Linked DNA regions of Sus scrofa: all the other regions are linked to region 3. Evidence: chromatin contacts called from public Hi-C data. All regions are on one chromosome and are shown on one strand. The core of a region is the stretch at or near the end of the contact, and the rest is flanking DNA. Distances in the headings are between cores, read along the strand shown. Region 1 holds the start of EBP (emopamil binding protein (sterol isomerase)). Region 2 has its middle 30 kb from the start of GLOD5. Region 3 holds the start of WAS (wiskott-Aldrich syndrome protein).

The links. A called contact is a pair of places that touch in the nucleus more often than the background predicts.
Region 1: a contact with region 3 is called in a Hi-C map of liver, with 8 times the contacts expected there. The contact joins the promoter of EBP here to the promoter of WAS in region 3. A contact is called at or near these places in 2 of 47 Hi-C or Micro-C datasets (heart right ventricle and liver).
Region 2: a Hi-C map of liver shows a contact between it and region 3, with 5 times the contacts expected there. The contact joins the enhancer-like site here to the promoter of WAS in region 3. A contact is called at or near these places in 1 of 5 promoter capture datasets (liver), 6 of 47 Hi-C or Micro-C datasets (embryonic fibroblasts, heart right ventricle, liver and 1 more) and 1 of 2 datasets of contacts at active chromatin or transcription factors (alveolar macrophages).

Annotation. Positions count from the first base shown.
Region 1 is chrX:42,670,227-42,673,477 of Sscrofa11.1, forward strand. EBP (emopamil binding protein (sterol isomerase)) reads left to right here and starts at 1,833. Exons shown (of 4, transcript NM_001167646.1): 1 at 1,833-2,133. The coding sequence starts at 1,833.
Region 2 is chrX:42,845,531-42,848,526 of Sscrofa11.1, forward strand. No RefSeq gene overlaps it. Among named protein-coding and RNA genes, the nearest start is that of GLOD5, 30 kb to the right of the region's middle. Within about 2 kb of position 1,336, at least 70 of the 83 cell types and tissues checked have an H3K27ac peak or open chromatin away from gene starts, as enhancers often do. A contact at or near this core is called in alveolar macrophages, embryonic fibroblasts, liver and 1 more, where this site is marked.
Region 3 is chrX:42,773,312-42,776,210 of Sscrofa11.1, forward strand. WAS (wiskott-Aldrich syndrome protein) reads left to right here and starts at 1,286. Exons shown (of 13, transcript XM_021080063.1): 1 at 1,286-1,504.

The DNA of each region.
Region 1 (3,251 bases), core at 583-3,082, 100 kb before region 3:
ATGGCTATAGGGCTGAGGAGCAGTGTATAGATTGTGATCTGCCTGCTGCATTCCAGGATTACGATGGAAGTTTGGTCTAGGAAAAAGATCTGATTGCTCCGCCTTTGAAAACGAGGGCAAAGGTGAGAGGACACAATGCAATGCTGATTCAACAGAAGATTGGGGGGAGGATAAACACTCGATTTCCGATGGGATTGATAAGCGGATAGGGAAATTGAAGACGAGACTCGCCGCAGATTGGCTTCCGCCCTAAAACGCCCACCAACCTTGGCCCTCCCCGCCTCTCCCACTCCTGACTGGGTCTCAACCAATAGAGAAAATGGCACCACACATGAGGGCGGGGTCGGAGGCACACAGAGAATTCCTACTGGTTGGGAGCAGCACTGGCCGCCTTGCGAGCCTCTCCATTGGCCAACTCCATAAGGCGAGGAAACCGTGAAGGGATGGGTAAGAATCACGGCTCTCTCGGACCCTGCGAGCTAGCCTAGAGAGACCTGGGAGGCTGTGGGAGAAGCCGCCGCAACCGCGCTGCTGGGTGAGTCCTCTCCGCCAGGACTGCCACTCCATCCCCTAGCTCTTAATTGCCAAATGACCGACCCTCGGCGCGCCTGCGCGAGACCCTTTCTCTCCGCCACCCGCCTGCCAACCCACGCCGTGCCTCCCCGCCCTCCCACGCGCTTGCGCAGGATCCCCGGCTACCGCGCTGTTGTCCGGACGACAGAAGATCCACCTTCTCATTGGGCAGCTGGAGTAGAGGATTCTGGTTTTGATTGGTGGTCTCTGTCTTTGACCCTCCTTTTCCTTTTTAGCGCCCCAAGCTGGGATCCTGTCCTCCACGTTCCTCTTTCTTGCAGGTTGGCTGCGGGTTGCACTCTTTCAGGAGGGATCGGGCAATCCCACACACTGAACCTGAGGGTAGTATTTCTGATTAGTTTTCTCTCTTCTGTCCTGCAGTTGTCAGAACTATGGGGAGGGTAATAGCTGTCCATTGAATGATGCAAGACAGAGACCCCTGCAGTGGGACCTAACCTGGTCGTTGTGTCTCCCCCAGCAGACTGTGACCCTTGAGGGCTGGAACCAGGCCTGGCTCCTTTGTCTCCCCCAGCCGTCTGTGACCTCTAAAAGCGTGGACCAAGCCTGGTTCCTGTGTCTCTCCCCACCAGAGCGTGACCAATGAGGGCTAGGATCTAGTCTGATTCTTGTGTCTGCTCACCAGACTGTGACCAATGAGGGCAGACTAGACCTGGTTCCTGTCTTCCCCTGCAGACTGTAACCAGTGAGGGCTGGGACCTGTTCTGGTTCCTGTGTCCACCACATATGGCTTCCGGAGGGCTGGAACAAACTTTCAGACTTTGCGTGGTCTTCCAGTCATGTTTTTAAAACAGCGTATAATTAATTGAGTCCATTTACATTTCTTATCATAACAGATTGATTTTGTGTGTGTGCGTGTGCTTGTGTGCGTGTGTGTGTCTTTTTAGGGCAGCACTGGCCTCATATGGAATTTCCCAGGCTAGGGGTTGAATTGGAGCTGTAGCTGTCAGCCTGTGCCACAGCCACAGCAATGCGGAGTCTGAGCTGCATCTGCAATCTACACCACAGTTCACAGCAACGTTGGATCCTTAACCCACCGAGCCGGGCCAGGGATCAAACCCACGTCCTCATGGATACTAGACGGGTTCATTACCGCTGAGCCAGAGGGGGAACTCCTAGATTTGATTTTATGATCTCATTCTGTGCTTTCCCTTTGTTTTTTTTTTCCCAGGTTTTTCCTCTTTCTTTGTTCTCCTTTCTACATATCCATACACAGCCCACAGCTGTCAGCCGACAAAGACATGACCACCAACGCCAGCCCCATGCATCCATACTGGCCTCGGCACCTGAGGCTGGACAACTTTGTGCCTAATGACTGCCCCACTTGGCATATCCTGGCTGGCCTCTTCTCCGCCTCTGGAGTCTTAGTCGTCACTACCTGGCTGTTGTCAGGTCGTGCTGCGGTCGTCCCACTGAGCACTTGGCGGAGACTGTCCTTGTGCTGGTTTGCAGTCTGTGGGTTCGTTCACTTGGTGATTGAGGGCTGGTTCTGTCTCTACCACGAGGAGCTTCTTGGAGACCAAGCCTTCTTATCTCAACTCTGTGAGTCCTAAGTTCTTCAGCGTGCTGTGGGAGGGAATTTCCTGGGCAGAGATTGGCTTAGATGGTCACCCACCCACTGACACTTTTCCCATTAATTAAATTTTTTTTTTGGTCTTTTTGCCTTTTCTAGGGCTGCTCTCATGGCACATGGAGGTTCCCAGGCTAGGGGTCGAATCGGAGCTGTAGCTGCCGGCCTACACCAGAGCCACAGCATCGTGGGATCTGAGCCTTGTCTGCGACCTACACCACAGCTCACGGCAACGCCGCGTCCTTAACCCACTGAGCTAGGCCAGGGATTGAACCTGCAACCTCATGGTTCCTAGTCGGATTTGTTAACCACTGCGCCACGACGGGAACTCCCCATTAATATATTTTTAAAATGTATTTAACTTTTTTGTCGCATATATATTCACATGGATCCAAAGCGATTTGGACCCATTTAAAGAAATATGCAGTGAAAATCTATCTACCTTCTATCTACCAAGTTGCCCCCAGTAATTGCTTATATTTCACACACATAAACCTCAGTTTGCTCAACTGTAAAAGAGGGAGAATTGTGGAGTTCCCGTCGTGGCGCAGTGGCTAACAAATCCGACTAGGAACCATGAGGTTTCGGGTTCGATCCCTGCCCTTGCTCAGTGGGTTAGCGATCCAGCGTTGCCGTGAGCTGTGGTGTAGGTTGCAGATGCAGCTCGGATCCTGCGTTGCTGTGGCTCTGGCGTAGGCCGGCGGCTACAGCTCCGATTCGACCCCTAGCCTGGGAACCTCCATATGCCGTGGGAGCAGCCCAAGAAATAGCAAAAAAAAAAAGAGGGAGAATTGTAATATCCAAATACACGTAAGACACTTAGAACAGGGTTTGGCAGGTAGTAGATACCTTATAACTATATCTTTACTTTTTTTTTTTTTTTTAGGGCCACTCTTGTGGCATATGGAGGTTCCCAGTCTAGGGTTCAAATCAGAGGTACAGCTGCCAGCCTACATCACAGCCACAGCAACACAGAATCCAAGCCACGTCTTCGACCTACACCACAGCTCACGACAACACCAGATCCTTAACCCACTGAGCGAAGCCAAGGATCAAACCCGTAACCTCAGGGTTCCTAGTCAGATTCATT
Region 2 (2,996 bases), core at 86-2,585, 72 kb after region 3:
ATTTCACACCCTAGGACAGAGACCCACAAACATCTGGAAGACCTAAAACCCCTGTGATGCAGACCTCAAAATAGCTGAGAGACTTCACAATTTGTTCAGAGATGCCCTGCCCTGAACTGAGATTCCAACGCAAGTCTGAGATTTGACATTCCAGACACAAGTCCCCCAAACTGCACACAGCACAGGAACCTTATGAGTTGACTGACTTGAGAACCACTTTCCTCCTACTCACCTACACTCAGCCGAACATCTCCCCAGCCTGATACTTAAAATCCCATCATTAAAAAGTTTACTCCTTTAAGTCTCGCCCCTCCCCCCGCCTTCAAAATTCTCCTTTTAATTGCCACACGCCCCTCCAGCTTACAGCATGAGATCATGCATTGCTCTCTAGCCGGGTATGGCCCAGCCCCTCACCCTACTCCTTCATACATGCACTGCCCCACACCCCAACTCAGGCCTGGACCAGAGGGGACAGGAAACTTCCAAGTCATCCTCTCCGGAGGGAGGAAGGGATGATTTGGAGGAGGATCGTGAGATCGCCTTGAACCTTCTCTGCAGGACTCGGACCTACAGAGGCAGCCTGTTACACGGATGTCAGAAGCCCTGGAGAATTTTTTTTCAGTGCTGTTGTGACCTGGGAGTGGATCCAGAAATCAATATAATGGGATGCAATAAGCATTGTTTTAAAAAGAGAAAGAACAGATAGAAGAGAATAGAAAAGATTACCCGACACAATCTGTGTCAGCCAATAATGCCAGCTTCTTTTACAGGTGCGGAAACTGAAGTTCCTAGATGGGATTCGAACCTACAGTCTCCAGTAGCCAAAGCCCTGCCTCAGCAACCCCAAACGCCAAACCGAGAGCCATAGCGCCTGCGCCAAACCAGTAGCCAATGACAGCCTGGAGCCAGGGGGATCCGGCTCATAGCCTGTAAGAGATTTGGGAAAACCTCTGTACCCTGGAAGAGCTTGAGTAGGCAATCTCACGGCGGCCAATCATAGCTGAGGGCAGGACTTGCTCCCACCCTACTCACCCAGCAGCCAATCACCGCTCCAGCTACCGCCTTCCAACCCCACCCCCACCCCACCCCGCCGCTGTTGATTAGACTCGGTAGAACCAACCCAGGCGGGACCAAATGAAAGGTCATGGTGATGGCGGCTTCCAGATAGGTGGAGGCTCCAGGTTGAGGGTGGGGTTCCCCCCACATGCCTGGCCTCCGAGGCCAAGGTCGGTCAGGGCATCGCCATTCTCTCCATTTGGGGCAGGGGCTGATCCATGCGCAAAGTCTTAGGTGTCCTCACATGCACAGTGGTTTCTTCCAAAGTACACGGCCCCCCCCCCCGTCCCCGTGGTACCTCCCAGAGTGGACTGTCCCATCCCGCAAAGGTGTGTCCAGGATCTGCAATGTCTCATCATTAACTATTCATTCCCACCCCTCACACTGCGTGCGTGACCTAAGAAGGGCTATTTCATATCAGTTTTCCACTGATGTTGATATCATGTCAATTGGTTCACGCCAATACAACTAAGTAGATATTTCTCTTTCACATCTTCCTCCCCCTGCCCATGTTCCCTCCCCGTCTCACTCTCACATATCTCCCCAGTGGACCATCCCAAATCTGATGAGCCTGTTGAGAGCGAGGGCAAGGGATCCAACCCCTTGCTGCAGTCCTGGCCCATAAGGAGGTTTCATTTCTCCCAGTGCTACTGATGAAAGTGTGAATTTGTGTGCCAACATCTATCGGAATAAAAAAAATGACACACCTTCCCACTAGGATGGCAGTACCTCCAGGATGTATATGGATTTCTGTTTCCTCTGTGTCTCTGCAGCACTTAAAACGGTGCTTTGCACACATTAGGTAGTCAAAGTAGGGACTGCTAAATAAATGACTCCTCTGACCTGGCAGTTCACTTCTAAGTATGTGTTCTAAGGAAATACACATGCACAGGTCTGTGCTCACAAGAATGGAAGGAGCACGCAACTAGCGGGGAAAGAGTGATTCATGTTATACTGTCACGTACAGGCTGGCTGTGAGATGGAATGAGACCTCAGCACTGGAAACGTACCCCAAATGGCTCAGGAAATATCCCATCATTGGACACAGAGCACAAAAGAGCCTGGAGACCTCACCCCATGGGGCACAGAGTCCAAAACAGTTTAGGGATCTCACACTGTGGACAATGACCACAAAACAGCCTAGAGACCTCATACTCTGGCCAAAAGCTGGCAAAAAAGCTCAGAGAACACACAGTTAGTTCATAGATAGCATCCTTCAGTCTCAGACTCCTACAAACATCTCAGAGACTTCACTCCCTGGGACATTAAAACGTCTCCACACTGGGATGTGAATCCCAAATGGCTGACATACCTCACAGCGCAGACACAGACCCCCAAACAGCTCAGAGACCTCACCCCCTGGGATTTACCTTAAAAATCCCAGCCAAGAAACTATTGCCTTTGGAATGGATGAGCAAAGAGATCCTGCTGTATAGCACTGGGAACTATATCTAGTCACTTATGATGGAGCATGATGGAGGATAATGTGAGAAAAAAATGGACATATATGTATGTGTGACTGGGTCTCTTGCTGTACTATAGAAAATTGACAGACCACTAAACCAGCTATAATGGAAAACATAAAAATCATTACAATAAAATTTTTTTTTCAAAAACAAAAATTCCAGCTAAGGAATTCCTTTCATGGCTCAGTGGTTAACAAACCCAACTAGGATCCATGAGGATGCAAGTTCGATCCCTGGCCTCACTCGGTGGGTTACGGACCCAGCATTGCCGTGAGCTGTGGTGTAGGTTGCAGACACAGCTTGGATCCCGAGTTGCTGTGGCTGTGGCGTAGGCTGGCAGCTGTAGCTCCGATTCAACCCCTAGAGCCTGGGAACCTACATATGCCATAGGTGCAGCCCTAAAAAGAAAAATAAAAAAAAATCCCAGCCAAGACCTCACCCTTTTGATATGGACCACAAAACAATCCAGAGGCC
Region 3 (2,899 bases), core at 36-2,535:
TTACAAATCCGGTCACCATCAGAAACATTTAGTGATGACCAAGTGCTCACACTTTAACTGACCTTTCGATTTTTTTCTACCCAGCACCTCAAGTGCCCATATGCACACTTGTAATAGAATCAGAGCTGATACAAAGGCCTGCTTGTGTTTTCAGCAGTGGAGGCAGTGCTGGGCATACACTTGGAGTTTCTGAGTGAATTAAGAGAAATTTGTCCCGTCTGGTGAAAGCGGGAGACTCAGGGCACAGGCTTCCTAAAATTGGGGGCACTGTGTTAAATGATCAACAGTCCCCTCCCTTTCAGCATGTGACTGACCCAGGCCAGTGAACTGGGGCCCCACCTATACCATCTATATCCCTGTGAATCATGTATGTATTTATATTTATATAATGCATATAATCTAGACTTATAGTTTAGTTTACATATATAATGTAAACATTGCAGACTTTAAAGTAGGTATCACTGTGATGTACATTAAATAACACCTAGCAATCATAGCAATCCTGTCGTGGTCTGACCAGGCCTAACCATCGCTTTGCACAACATTGAATACTGGGTAAAGTTTGTATTCTCTTAAATACATTTTGTCAAAGGCCTCGCTGTCAGGGCTTTGAACTCCTGTAATTTTGTACCAGTCTTTTCAGGAGTAAAATTAATAATTTTAGTACATCATATCTGAAGACCACAAGATGTTCACCGCAATTTTCAGTCCTGGCCCAACTGTGCTCATCCTATTGTGGCAAGATGTACTTTTATTTAAAGTAACTTCTGAGAGTTTTCCTAAAACTCAAAGAACGCCTTTTGTTTTGACTAGAGAATAATGAATGCAAGAACCCCTGGGCAGTGGCAAGAAAACCCTAGTGGGATAGTTACAGAGTTTACGATTGTATGGCTCAGTGCACTAGGCACCACGCCCTGGTGTGTGATCTTACTAACCCCCAGGAGTAAACATTAATTTTTACCCCTTCTACACGTAAACAATCTGAACCTCCGAGGCGGTATTCGAACCCATCACACGAAAGCCCCAAAGTGCAGCTTAAGAGGCCAGGCACAAGGGTCTGGCACCCACTGCGCATGCTCCGAACCCGTGACCAATGGAAGCCCGGAGCGCGGAAGCGGAGGCGGGGCTGTGTTATTCTCCGAACCCTTGCAGCTTCAAAGAAGAGCTGGGAGGAGAATTTGACTATCGACCAATCAGAGCCCTGGATCCTGCTCTCCCCACCCCTGAGCCAATTACCGGCTCCGCTGCTTAGCGAGCTACTTCGAAATTAAGGAATAGAGGGGACGGTGAGAGTGGTTTAAGATGGCGGGTGTAAGAGCTGCTGAGGGCGCGACCAGCGTGAGCACACCCCCCTGAAGCGGCTGGGAGTCGGGAGGACGGTACAGGAATCTTGGGACAAGCAGGATGGCGACAGTCCTTTCTCCATTAGGGAATGAGGCAGCCGTTTTTTTCCTCCACCACAAACAAAATTGTTTCTTACAAGATGGCCACCCTCTCCGCAGTGGTACGATCCTGGGCAGACTGTTCCATTTTGCGTCCCCCCCCAACCCCCACCCCCGGCCCTCAGTAGTCCGTTCCAGGCTGCAGGAATGGATTACTCCTGGGCTCCCTGTCAAGGGTGTGGGCGGTCCCTGGTACTCAGAGACCGGAAAGTGGAAACTCCTAGAGTCATACAAATTCGGGTGTGGACCCTTCTGGTGTCACACAGGCTGGGAAATAGACACTTGGGGGTCACAGATCGTGGTAGAGAGGTAGGGAGTACCCATTTAGGGAGCGTTGGTGGTGACTTTGAGGTTGTGGGCAGTGTAGGGACTACGAGGGCACCTTTGGCTTCCGCCTGGTCCAAGGTTAGCAGCACCAGCCTAGAAGGGAAGGAGAAGGCTGGCTGGCACGGTGTTTTCCCCTGCAGGTGGAAGGAGGAGGGCATAAAACGTGGTGGGTGGGACTTCGAGTTTGGCAGGGAGGTCTCTAGGAGTATGTCCTGGCTTTGGAGGAGTCTTGGATGGTCCCAGAGAATGGATCTCTGAGTTGGGCTTTGCAGCAAGGAAACATAGAGAAAGGGCAGTGGGAAGGTCTCTGACCATCCGCCAATGATGGTTGGACCTGAACGTCTAATGGAGGACAGTGAGGAGAGGATTGGGACAGGGGTGACAATGCTAGGCTGAGGGAGGGATAGTTCATTTATCTCCAAGTTACTGGGCTACTTCATGAAAACACACACCGATGACTAATTATAACGTGTTATGTCCTCATCATTCGACTTGAATGAGTTTATTCAGTCTTCACAACAGTCTTAACTGCTATTATTATCTCCACTTTATGGATGAGAGAACTGAGGCACCTAGAGGTTAACAACTGGTAAGTGCCAGAGCCAGAGCCAAAGCTGGAGGCTTCATAATGGGTTCTATCTACTGAGCAATTCCCCCCCCCCTTTTTTTCTTGCTCTTTAGGGCCACATTCGAGGCATATGGAAGTTCCCAAGCTAGGAGTCCAATTGGAGCTGTAGCTGCTGGCCTTTGCCACAGCCACAGCAATGTGCAATCTGAGCATCAGTTGCAACCTACACCACAGCTCAAGGCAACACTGGATCCTTAACCCACTGAGTGAGGCCAGGGATCCAACCTGCATCCTCATGGATACTACTTGGGTTCATGCCCGCTTCGCCACAATGGGAACCCCTCCACTGAGCAATTCTAATGTCCACAGGTGTCTCTGCTTTTCTGTGCATGCCCTTTCCTCGCTCCACCCCCACCAGGACTAGAAATCAGCCCATCTCCTGAGGGTCCCTAAAGTGCCTATTTGCCCATAGCATCAGTGGACAGTGTAGACACTTCTGTGGGAGGGGCTGGCCCCTGCACACTAAGCTGTTTTCCTTGTCCCATTTCCCAGGCAGGGGATT